Regions from separate parts of the Mus musculus genome. Here all the other regions are linked to region 1. The links are chromatin contacts, called in public promoter capture Hi-C maps. All regions are on one chromosome and are shown on one strand. Each heading gives the region's core, a stretch centred on a gene start, on an enhancer-like site or on the middle of the called end of the contact. The rest is flanking DNA. Distances are from core to core; before and after follow the strand shown.

Region 1 (3,915 bases), core at 673-3,172:
AACAACTAACAACAACAAGAAGACAGGCAACTCACAACTGCCTGTGACATCAATCAAAGGGACCTGACCCCTGGTTCAGGAGCGTTTTCAGCTATGTAGCAAATTTAAAGCCAACCTGAATAGGGCTGGCAAGATGGCTCAGAGTATAGAAGTTCTTAGCGTACAGTAAGCTTGGTGACCTGAGTGCAGTCCTTGGATCCCATGTAAAAACTGTCCCCAGTGCTACGTACTGCATATCTGCAATCCATCACTCTTATCAGTGACTTGACGACAGAGGCAGGAGAATCACCCAGATCACAGTCCACCTAGCTGGTGCCACAGAAACAGCCTTGAGAGAGAGGCTGTTTCCTTCACAGAGAAAGAGGAGAGTGCCGTCCTCTGACCACACATACACCATGGCATGGGCTCACCTGCATTACACACATAAGAATATATATATTTTTCGAGACAGGGTTTCTCTGTGTAGCCCTGGCTGTCCTGGAACTCACTCTGTAGACCAGGCTGGCCTCAAACTCAGAAATCTGCCTGCCTCAGCCTCCTGAGTGCTGGGATTAAAGGCGTGTGCCACCACTGCCCGGCAATATGTTTTTTAAAAAGATTTACTTATTTATTTTATGTACATTGTACCTGTCTTCAGACACACCAGAAGAGGGCATCAGATCCCATTACAGATGGTTGTAAGTCACCATGTGATTGCTGGGTGGGAGTTGAACTCAGGACCTCTGGAAGAGTAGTCAGTGTTCTTAACCACTGAGCCATCTCTCCAGCCCATATGTTTTTAATTAACATGTAAAAGACCCAAAGTACAATCAGCTATTGATCAGTAGTAGAGCTTCCTCAGCATGTACCGAGACACACACACACACCAGATGGTACCACATAAAAGGACAGTCATTATCTCAAGAGAACTAAAGCCAAAAATGATGGTAGGAGTTGGGGGTTACATCTGGAGAAGGGAGAAAATTTCTTTCTTCCTTCCTTCCTTCCTTCCTTCCTTCCTTCCTTCCTTCCTTCCTTCCTTCCTTCCTTCCTTCCTTTCTTTCTTTCTTTCTTTCTTTCTTTCTTTCTTTCTTTCTTTCTTTCTTTCTTTCTATCTGTTTTTCTGAGCTGTTCATTAAAACGAAAAACAAGACAAAATGAACCACATTAAGTTATTTAAATTTTTTCTTATAAAGGACTGAATAATGAAAGTACTTTTAAATGGCAAGCTTGTTTACCAGTCCAGGATTCCTATGTGAAGTCAGGTCTGAAGGTGTCTTTTATCAGGAAGAAGCTGAATCAGGGGAGGGTCACATGACCATAAACTTGGCTTCTAAGAATGACAACAGGTCTTGTAGGCCAGGCTGCATAAATCTGCCTTTAACAATCACAGCAGCAAAGCCAATATCCAGACACACCCAGACACAGGACAGAAGTAGCCATCTGTGAACTCTATCCACTGGCTGAGATTGCCCTCGGTGGCTCCTCACCTTGAGGAGGAATCCTACCCCTGCAGGAACCAGAATTATCCGACCACAGCTGCTCAGGCCTGCAATAGACTATCTAGTTCCTAGAAGATTGGATGCTGAGGGACTTCAGTTGATTGAGCCTAGTCACCGTATGTCTAGAGCTATCCCGGAAGACAGGTGGGAGCCCCACACCCTTCAGCACTCAAAGGCTCCTTCTTCCTCTTCTCAAGGCTTGCTAGCCTCTTGACATTTGCTTGTTTGAGGTTTATGTTACTGTGGGCTCCAGCAGCTGCAGAATGGAGGCTGGGATATGGCTCTGAATGCCACTGGCTGGCAGAGAGAGGCTAGGAAGTTCATTCCCGGCACTAACTAGAGACCTATTGATCTTTGACCCCTGCCCCTCCCAAGAGCCTTGGCCCTCTTCCCACCTCCTTTCTTCCTTGTGGGCCTCTCCCTCCATTCTCTGTCCCCTCATTTCCCTCTATTCTCTTGCCTAGACTGGCAGTTTCTCCCAGCACCTTGCACAGTCTGATCTCTCCATGCTGTCTTCAAGCCCTGCTTCCTGTACATCTCCCAGCCCTGGCACAGACAACCCAGACAAGAAGGTCCACTGGGCTTCTGAGAAGAGAAGGAGGGCATCGTCCACAGACTCAGAGTCAAAGACTCACTTGGACATTTCTAAGTTGCCCAGGTCCCGGAGACCCAGCCGGCTGACGGTGAAGTATGACCGGGGTCATCTGCAGCGCTGGCTGGAGATGGAGCAGTGGGTAGATGCTCAGGTCCAGGAACTCTTCCAGGTGGGTAGCTTGAGGGGGCTGCTGGAGACTGTGGATGGATCTGGGCTTGGGTCCTGAGGTTCTGAGAGCTTCCTCAGAGACTTCCAGGGCGGCTGGAGGGCTGATATGAAACGGAGCATGCTTCTTCAGATGGAAGAGAAGTCTCAACCACCTCAGTAACCCCTTTGTGCTATGGAAAAGGCCTGATTTCATTTCTGGGAATGTCCTAGACTCGGTTTCTGAGCTGTATAATGGGGCTGTCCATGCCTGATATATCTCTTTGCTAAGACTTTCTGAGATTTAAATGACAGTTGAAGAGTAAATGCTTGACTAGACTCTGTTGTTTTATGTCTCTTCAATGTACGTCCATGCGTAAAGCCACATTGTCCAATACTGTCCCTATCAGTACAAGTATGGCTTTTAGTTTTAAATGAATTAAGATGAGATGAAATTCAAAATTTAGATCCCAAGTCACATAGAAATGGTTAAAGTGCTGATGGTCTCGTGTGCCATATTGTCAGCACAGATGTGGACCAGCCCCACTATCTCAGGATGGGCAGTGCAGAGCTAGACAGTGAGAACACTGACACAGTGACCTCCCCTGGCTTGCACTGTGTGGCTCCGGCTGCCTTTCCTCAACCTCAGCCCCGGGAAGGATGGATCTTGCCCCTGGTCACAGGGCAAGTAGTAAATAGTTTCTCACTTAGACTCTGTCAACTCTGACCCCAGAGCAGGAGCAACTGCTCCATCAGGAATAAGGTTTTGACTTCTTTACAATGTCTTAGCCACAGTGCGAAGCCTGGACATGCATTATTTGATTTAACCCTCCCCCAAGCTCCAGTGGGTAGCTGCTGGCTTACAGCTGAGAGTTGAGACTCAGGTTTGCAGATGCAGCTCAGTGGGTAGAGTGTTTGGATGAAGCCTTGGCTGATACCCAACATCGGCATAGCCTACGTGGTTCATGGCAGCACATTCTTACGGGAGGTAGAAGCTGGGGGCGAGGGTAAGAAATTCACAGTCGTCCTCAGTTACTTAGTTAATTCAAGGCTACTGGAATACATAAGTGACTTGTTCAAAGTCATGCAGCTAGGGAACCATGGACTAGAACTATAGTTTGGCCCCTGGCTAGAAAGTTTGGGTACTTACTAGAACAGCCAGCCAATGGGAATTTAATCTACTACCGTGTGGGTATAAGCCCCATGGTTGGTTCCCAGAGACTAATCCACGAGACCAGGAGTTCTCATTGTTCACATGAGTGTTTGTCTTCTTCTGCCCTCCTTCCCTTCTTCCTTCCTTCCTTCCTTCCTTCCTTCCTTCCTTCCTTCCTTCCTTCCTTCCTTCCTTCCTTCCTCCCTCCCTCCCTCCCTCCCTCCCCCTTCTTTCCTTCTTTGGGTCCTGTGTTCAGGCCTGTGAGTCTTGCAAGTGAGGCCTGTCAGCTGTCCTGCTATGAGAGTAGAAAGGATGACTGATGGGGCCTGCTCAGTGTCGCAGCTCACTATGTCCTGTGCCTGTCTAGCATACATGGCTGGTCTGCTGAAGCATCCTTCGCCTGCTTGTAGAGAGTAGAGAGATGCTTCAGAGCTAGGAGCTAGAGAAGTAAGCTTTCTTGTTCCCTGTCTACTCTGGTATTGCAGGGCACCTCCAGCCACCCCCACTTTACTACTTCCAGCTCCTCCCCACTGGCTAAGTTT
Region 2 (3,915 bases), core at 613-3,112, 340 kb before region 1:
TTCTAGGAAGTGTTTGTTTTTAAAAGAAATGCTCAGGAGGGTATGGTGGTGCATCCTTTAATCCTAATGTTTAAGAGGCAGAGATAGGCAGATCTCAGTTGAATTCGGAGGCCAGCCTTGTCCAAATATCAATTACACACCAGCCAAGGCTACATAGTGAGACCTTGCCTTTAAGGGGAAAAAAAAAAGAGCAATCCATGTTCATATATGCACAAAGCTGCTTCAGGAAAAGCTATAATTCCCTGTGCAAGAACAGAGGTTCTTGTAGAATATTCCTTTTAACCCTTGGATCCATAGATAAAGGAGTACATGACTGTGAAAAGAAAGAAAAAAATTTTTTTCTTAAAACGTCTATTATCCAGGTACCTGTGATTCTGGAAGCAATGCAAATGGGTTTGATCTGTCTCACTGGCATCCATTGCCAGGTTTTCCATCATCATTGTGCACCTCAGCAATCCAAGGTCAGGATGGTTCTTTGACCAAATACCACATCCTGTTATTTGATGTATAATAAAGACATGATCCAGCCTCCATCAGCAGACACACTGAAGAAAACAGCTCAAGCTGGGCAAGGTGGCCCACCCTTTAATCCTAGTACTCTGGATGTAGAGGTGAGCAGATTCCTGTGAACTCGAGGCCAACCTGGTCTGTATAGTGAGTTTTAGGACAGCCAGAGCTACATAGTGAGACCCTGTCTTGAAACAAACAAACAAAAAAAAAACAAACAAAAAGAAAAAGGAAAGAGAACTACTGGCTCAACATTAAAACTACCAAGTGTTTACTGTGTTTACTGTGAAGTTGAATCACATGTAATTGTTCATTAACTCTTGGTCTCGAGACCCACAAGACAATGTTTATACTATGGTATGAAGATCAGGTAGACATTACTAGCATATGCTAAACCAATAATCATGGCTGGATGTGGTGGCTCTCAGGAGGTTGAGAGTCTCCCAAGTCTGAGACTTGTCTGGATACAATGTGAGACTCTGTCTATACAAACAGCAGAGATAACTTAAGCTGGTTGTAGTGGCACATGTCTTTGATCCCAAAAGAGGAGGATCTCTCTGTGAGTTAAGGCAAGCCTGGTATGCAAAGTTTACAAAGGCCAGGGCTATACACAGAAACCCTATCTCAAAAACAAAACAAAACAAAAAAGAAAAGAAATAAAAATAACTTAATAAATAAAAACACAAGACCCGCAGACAGAAGGCTTTGCATGAAGCAAACAGTACTTGGTACTGAAGGAAGAAAATGTGGCTCATTAGTCCAGTTTATAATAAATATGAGGGTAGTTCACAGGATTCTGTTGTCTGTATTCAGCTTTGTTTCTACTGAAATTTTTTGCTCTTCTTTAAGAACCATGAATTAGAGGTGAAGCTCAAGAGTCTTTTAGTACTTTTGTTCAAAAATCTTCCCTGTACTTTAGTGATTCTCAAACTGCACCATAAATGCCAACAAAAATGAACCCACACTTCTCCTAAGAAGATGAATAGACACAGTCCGACAGCCAGAAATGGGAGGAAATACTTGTCAAATGTATGCAAATGCAGCATCATGTACTCCAACTCACTTGAATTTGCTCTAATATTTTTTTTCTTTTCTTTTTTTTTTTTAAGATTTATTTATTTATTATAAGTACACTGTAGCTGTCTTCAGACACTCCAAAAGAGGGCGTCAGATCTCATTACGGGTGGTTATGAGCCACCATGTGGTTGCTGGGAATTGAACTCAGGACCTTCGGAAGAACAGTCAGCACTCTTACCCACTGAGCTCAAACCTTCTAGTATCTGTATCATTGGGAGCACCATTTAATTTGTACCTTCACAAACTTCTGGGCACCACCATGCACTCTTTCAGGGCAGAGTTGGGCTCAATTAGTTTCACACAATTTCAGTATCAACTTGTGTTGAAAGAAAAGTAGAAATTCAACTTCAGCTTCCTGGAAAAGTTTTGTAAGGGATTGGGCAATAGTCCAACCAGGGCAGAAGGCAATGTAGTAACTATCGAAAGAAAGGAAGGCAAGAGGCACAGGAAACTGCCATTTTGTTACTGGTACTTTAGTAAAATCCACAATCTATGAAATTCTAAAATAGATGGATGACCAACATTAACTCTCACAGTCAGGGCCTGGGGTCTTGTTCCCTGTCACTCTAGTATCTTCTACAGGGTCTGGCACACAGGAGATAAATGAAGTACAATGGCAGGTAACACTCAGTATATGCAAGGTAATATTGGAAGCACTTACAACATTAAGAATCTCTTAGTGGGGACTACAGATGTTGCTCAGTAGAAAGAGTGCTTATGTACTGAAGAGATGGCTTAGCAGTTAAGTACACTGACTGCTCTTCCAGAGGCTCTGAGTTCAATTCCCAGCAACCACATGGTGGCTTACAACCATCTGTAATGGGGTGTAATGCCCTCTTCTGGTGTGTCTGAAGAGAGCAATGGTGTACTCACATACATAAAATAAATAAATCTTTGAAAGAAAGAAAGAAAAAGAAAAAGAAAAAGAAAAAGAAAAAAAGAAAATGAGCCGGGTCCCAGCATTTGAGAAGCAGAGGCAGGCGGATCTCTGAGTTTGAGGCTGGCCTGGTCTACAGGATGAGTTCCAGTCAATTCTACACAAAGAATCCCTGTCTGGAAAAACAAACAAACAAACAAATAAACAAAAGAAACGGAAAGAAGAAGGAGTAAAGGATCACACAGATGTTGGGGAGAGAGAAGGACGACGATGCTCCTTACAGTGCAGCTTGTTGCTCCGGCTGTTGAGGGGTTCCGGGCCATTCACATCTTTGCTCTTTTCGTTATCCTCAATGGGTCGGAAATGAGCCAATGTTCTCATGAATCCTCGGAAGTTTACCTGATCCTCTCTGATTAGGAAATATAACAGAACGCCATGTCAATCACGGTGGAAATCTTCTGTTTGTATGTTTTGTCTTTTTGCAGTGTTTCAGAATCAAACTCAAGGTCTTCCACAAGCTAGGTTACCATCCACCACTAAACTATATAGATTCATGGTGACTGTTTCTTTTTTTTTTTTTTTTTTTTTTTTTAAGATTTATTTATTTATTATATGTAAGTACACTGTAGCTGTCTTCAGACACTCCAGAAGAGGGCGCCAGATCTCGTTACGGATGGTTGTGAGCCACCATGTGGTTGCTGGGATTTGAACTCCAGACCTTCGGAAGAGCAGTCGGGTGCTCTTACCCACTGAGCCATCTCACCAGCCCATGGTGACTGTTTCTTATGGACTAAGAAATAGCCAACACTTTGATCTTGAGTAGCCTAAAAGTCCATTTAACAAGCTTCCTTTCCATATGCATGCATAATACTTTTGGACTTATACAATATCTCCATCTAAAAAGCCTCACCCCAATAATGTGAAACAGTATATTGTTCTCATTTATTAAATGATTAACTAGGCTGAAAGAAGAAGAAAAGGACTTAACTATGGTCAGAGTTATTAACTGAATTTACTTATATATCTATAAAGTGGATTTTAATTAAGTAGGGCCAGCACCACACATGAAAGTCAGTACTTAAACTCTCTCTGCTTTGAACTCTGGAACAGCCAGCATATCACTCTTCCAAACCACAATAGAATGTGCCTAGAGACATTTACATTTTGAAGCACATTCTAGAAACTCTTGCTTGTTTATCTGTTGTTCTGAGATGGTCTGGCTCTGTAGCCAGCCTGGCTCTGCATTCCCAGCAGTCCAGCTTCGGCTTGCCCAGGGCTAGGGTAAGGGTTATCAGCCACCAGCCCAGTGTCTCTCTGCTACACTTTCCTCTCTCCTCCTAGTGCTGGGGATTAAACACAGGGCTTCAGCTTCATTGGCAGGCACTTTACCACTGAGCTATATAGATCCAGCCCTGTGGTTCTCTTTTCTTCTTAAAGTTTTATTTTATTTTATG
Region 3 (3,915 bases), core at 469-2,968, 260 kb before region 1:
AAGACTTGTGGACATTCCTGGTTGTTTATTCAAACTGACTTAAAATCACAGGCAGTTGAATCAGGAGCCATTTGATTCTAGAAGGAGTGAACTTTCACTATTTAATCAGCCATACTAACAAGGAAGAAACACACACACACGCACACACATATACGCACACACATATACACACACACATATATGTATATATATATATATACACACACACATACATACATTCTAGAAAGAGTGAACTTTTACTATTACCAGCCATACTAACAAGGAAGAGACTGATATATATATATATATATATATATATATATATGTGTGTGTGTGTGTGTGTGTGTGTGTGTGTGTGTGTGTGTGTGTGTGTGTGTAATTTGTTGTTGTATTTGTTATTGTTTTGTTGTTTTCTGAGACAGGGTTTCTCTGTATAGCCCTGGCTGTCCTGGAACTCACTCTGTAAACCAGGCTGGTCTTGAACTCACAGAGATCCGCCTGCCTCTGCTGGACTGCTGCCACATGCACTGCCACCACGGCTGGCTGAGACCAGCACATCTTAGACCACTGGCTGAGCCCCACAGCTCACCTTTCAAGCTTCAGGCAGTGAACTGGAAGGTTACTGAGGGATTAACAAGTTTAGTTACACAAGAGGAAGTAAGTTCAAGACAATTGGGTGAGGATAAAATCCCTGTGAATTATTTTTCTTCTTGAGACAAAGCCTCACCACTGACCTAGAACCCACTTTGGAGACCAGGGTGGCCTCAAACCCACAGAGGTCCACCTGCCTCTGGCTCCTGAGTATTAAATGTGGGCACTACCCCCTCCCCCTTTAAAGTACTGGAGATTGACTGTAGGGCTCTACATATGCTAGGTAAATGTTTTACCATTAAGCTATAGCTTTACCCCCTGTATGTTTTCTCATATCACTTCAAACACAACAGTGTCATGCTAGACCATATAATATACCACAGTATTTAAGAAATACTTCATTTAGGCTGGGTGTGATGGCCCAGCAATCAACAGGCAGAGTTTTGTCAGGTGGGTCTTGTCAGTTCAAGGCCAGTCTGGTCTACATAAAGAGTTCCAGGATTATCTGGGCAGTGGTGGTGCACGCGAAGCCCTGGCTGTCCTGGAACTCACTCTATAGACCAGGCTGGCTTCGAACTCAGAAATCCACCTGCCTCTGCCTCCCAAGTGCTGGGATTAAAGGCGTGTGTCACCACGCCCGACTGGCACATGCCTTTAATCCCAACATTTGGGAGGCAGAGGCAGGCAGGTTTCTGAGTTCGAGGACAGACTGGACTACTGAGTGAGTTCCAGGACAGTTCCTTTGGGTACAACTCCCAGTACCTCAAAGCAATAATAAAAAAAAAAAGTCCAGTGAATTTAAAACAAGAAGTCTACAGATCACCTCAAGCAAGTGCTTTTCTGCTACAGTGCTGCAGGCTGCACCTGAAGGGAGGAAAGCACAACTGTAACTTCAGGAAGGCACAATCCTCGTCTATCCTCCCCCACGTCCCCAGGCTCTACAGTGTGCTAAGTCAATGACCACTGTGCTGCCTTTTTTGTTGTTGTTGTTAACTTGACACAAGCTATAGTCATCTGAGAGGAGTGATGTCACCTCTGGGCTGGCGTTCCTGGCTCTCTAAGAAAGCAGGCTGAGTAAGACGTGAGGAGGCAGTCAGTAAAGCAGCCCTCCTCCATAGCTCCTGTGTCAGCTTCTGCCTCAAGGTTTCTGTCCTGTGTGAGTTTCTGTCCTGACTTCCTTCCGGATAAACAGTGCTGTGGAATTGTAAGCCAAATAAACTCTTTCCTCCCCAAGTTGCTTTGGTCATGGTGTAACCCTGATTAAGTCAGCCACCTATCAAGTGAATTAGACCTTTCAGCAACTCACTGTGCTGGTGTGAACAAGATTCCATCTCTTATAACCCTGAAATGCTAAAATAAAGCCTGCACACAGCCATCTCAACTAGCTACGCCACCTCACATAACCTGTGGTGCTCTGGTTTCTTGAGCCCCAAACTAATTATTGTGCCAGAGTAACATTATACAGCTGGCATTTTCTTAACAATGTATAGCCTGCCCACAGGCTATACTATCCATATACACAGGTATTTGCTATCCATAATTAAAGGAATTTGAATGGGGAAGTGTAGTCAGGGTGTGGCTAGTTTGACCACAGGAAGAATGTGTTCTGTTTGGTATGTTAGCTTTAGGGGGCTCAGTGGTAGATTGCTTGCCTAAAACACTGGCATTAGGGAGGTCAAGTTCTATTCCCAGAACTGAAAATAAAAACAGAAAAGAGAATCAACTTTAGAGTGGAAAAGGTTCAAAACTCTTAGAAGAGAAAACTGTTTTTATATAGTAATCAGTGTTCGGTTTAGGACTCTGGCACTAGGAACTAAGGTGCGTATTTTACATATCCCCACCTTAACCAGAAGGGGCTTTCACAGAGCTCAGGCTAAGCTTCAACTGGCTATTTAGCTGAAGATGCTCTGGCTTTGAGAGCCAATGTTGTTTTAAGTTTTAATTATTGTGCCTAAGAGACTCATGAAAGAAAAGTCCTTCTAACCTGTAAGCCCCTTGCCCAATGACAGATATCTCCTGAAATGCTGGCGGCAATTCTTTATGGGGGAAAACAACCACACTGGATGCGCTTGGTCACATGTAATCCACAGGAAATCTGTTAGGATGTTGTACACTTGCCTGATTGGATGTAGGCAGAGGTACATAGGCAGGAAGTATGTTAGCATATAAGCTTGCCCCTGGTCGAATCTGATGGGAAATACAGTGGCCTTATGGGTTGCCTTTTTATGCCACTGGATGTGACTCTTCACCATTTTCTGGGAACCCAGGAATGGACCTGACCAGAGTCCATCTTTCTGGCAGATATTTAATTAAAGCTTGCTTTAAATGTGGCTCAAAATTGTGGTAGTGGTGTTCCCAGTGGGATTAACACTGCCTACATTTCTCCAGTGTTGGGGTTAAGAACACCTGCTACCATGCCTTAGTGTTTTAGAAAGTTCATTATGTAGCTCAGTTACAAATCCCAATTCAATCTCCCATTCTTCAGTCTTGAAGAATGAGGCACAGTGACCTTCTGAGATGATGAGAATGTCCCCTTAGGCTCAGATGTTTAAATACTCAGTCCCCAGTGGATGTCCTATTAAGATAAGTTTAGGGGGTGTGTTCTTTCTGGAAGAAATACATACCTGGGGACTTTTGAGACTTAAAAGCCACACACCATTGCCATTTCATTCTCTGATTCTTGCTGTTGGTTCAAACTGCAAGCTCTAAGCTTGCTACTCTAGCCACAATGCTTACCACTTCGCCTCCATAAAGGACTCCTGTTCCTCTGGAGCCTACACAAAACCCTCTCTTTCTTTAAATTTGCTTTGGTCATGATATTTTATCACAGCAAGAGAAGTAGCTAATAAATGTGAGGCAGTGGTGCACATAAAGCGGAGGGATGAAACTGTTGCACATGAATTTGATGCACTCAATATTTCCTGCAGAAAAATTAAAGGTTCTGTGGAATCGCTGCTCAGTGTCTTTAGCCATTGTTTCACTGAGCATTTTGAAGCACGTTTGACTATAACAAAAGTCACAAATAAGGTTAGTAAAATTAACATTTCAATTTAAGTAGCCAAGAATAGATAGACTCAGTGCCCTGAAAATTCCAGAAAACAGCCTTGAGGAAGTCACTGTCCTTTAGTACTTACAGACAGTCATGCTAGCCTTAAACTTGATTTGTAGGTAGGCTTGTCCTTGTCCTCTTCATTCATTTACCTCCCAAGTTTTTGAATTACTCATGTTTGGGGGCTGGTGAGATGGCTCAGTGGGTAAGAGCACCCGACTGCTCTTCCGAAGGTTTGAAGTTCAAATCCCAGCAACCACATGGTGGCTCACAACCATCCGTAAAAAGATCTGACT

The links. Promoter capture Hi-C pulls out the DNA fragments that hold promoters and counts their contacts.
Region 2: a promoter capture Hi-C map of pre-B cells shows a contact between it and region 1, with 2.5 times the contacts expected there. The contact joins the enhancer-like site here to the promoter of Ppp1r14d in region 1. A contact is called at or near these places in 13 of 39 promoter capture datasets (the C10 cell line, the HPC-7 cell line, HPC-7-derived erythroid cells and 8 more) and 1 of 115 datasets of contacts at active chromatin or transcription factors (embryonic stem cells).
Region 3: a contact with region 1 is called in a promoter capture Hi-C map of the HPC-7 cell line. The contact joins the enhancer-like site here to the promoter of Ppp1r14d in region 1. A contact is called at or near these places in 9 of 39 promoter capture datasets (3T3-L1-derived adipocytes, the C10 cell line, the HPC-7 cell line and 6 more), 1 of 484 Hi-C or Micro-C datasets (embryonic stem cells), 4 of 115 datasets of contacts at active chromatin or transcription factors (all in embryonic stem cells) and 3 of 9 other capture datasets (adipose tissue, liver and pancreatic islet).

The regions. Positions count from the first base shown.
Region 1 is chr2:119,227,872-119,231,786 of GRCm38.p6, reverse strand. Ppp1r14d (protein phosphatase 1, regulatory inhibitor subunit 14D) reads left to right here and starts at 1,922. Exons shown (of 4, transcript NM_028104.4): 1 at 1,922-2,245. The coding sequence starts at 1,988.
Region 2 is chr2:119,570,723-119,574,637 of GRCm38.p6, reverse strand. Chp1 (calcineurin-like EF hand protein 1) reads right to left here. Exons shown (of 7, transcript NM_019769.3): 4 at 2,743-2,870. Among named protein-coding and RNA genes, the nearest start is that of Oip5os1, 22 kb to the left of the region's middle. Within about 2 kb of position 1,862, at least 16 of the 459 cell types and tissues checked have an H3K27ac peak or open chromatin away from gene starts, as enhancers often do. A contact at or near this core is called in liver, where this site is marked.
Region 3 is chr2:119,489,859-119,493,773 of GRCm38.p6, reverse strand. No RefSeq gene overlaps it. Among named protein-coding and RNA genes, the nearest start is that of Ino80, 14 kb to the right of the region's middle. Within about 2 kb of position 1,718, at least 29 of the 459 cell types and tissues checked have an H3K27ac peak or open chromatin away from gene starts, as enhancers often do. A contact at or near this core is called in the HPC-7 cell line, where this site is marked.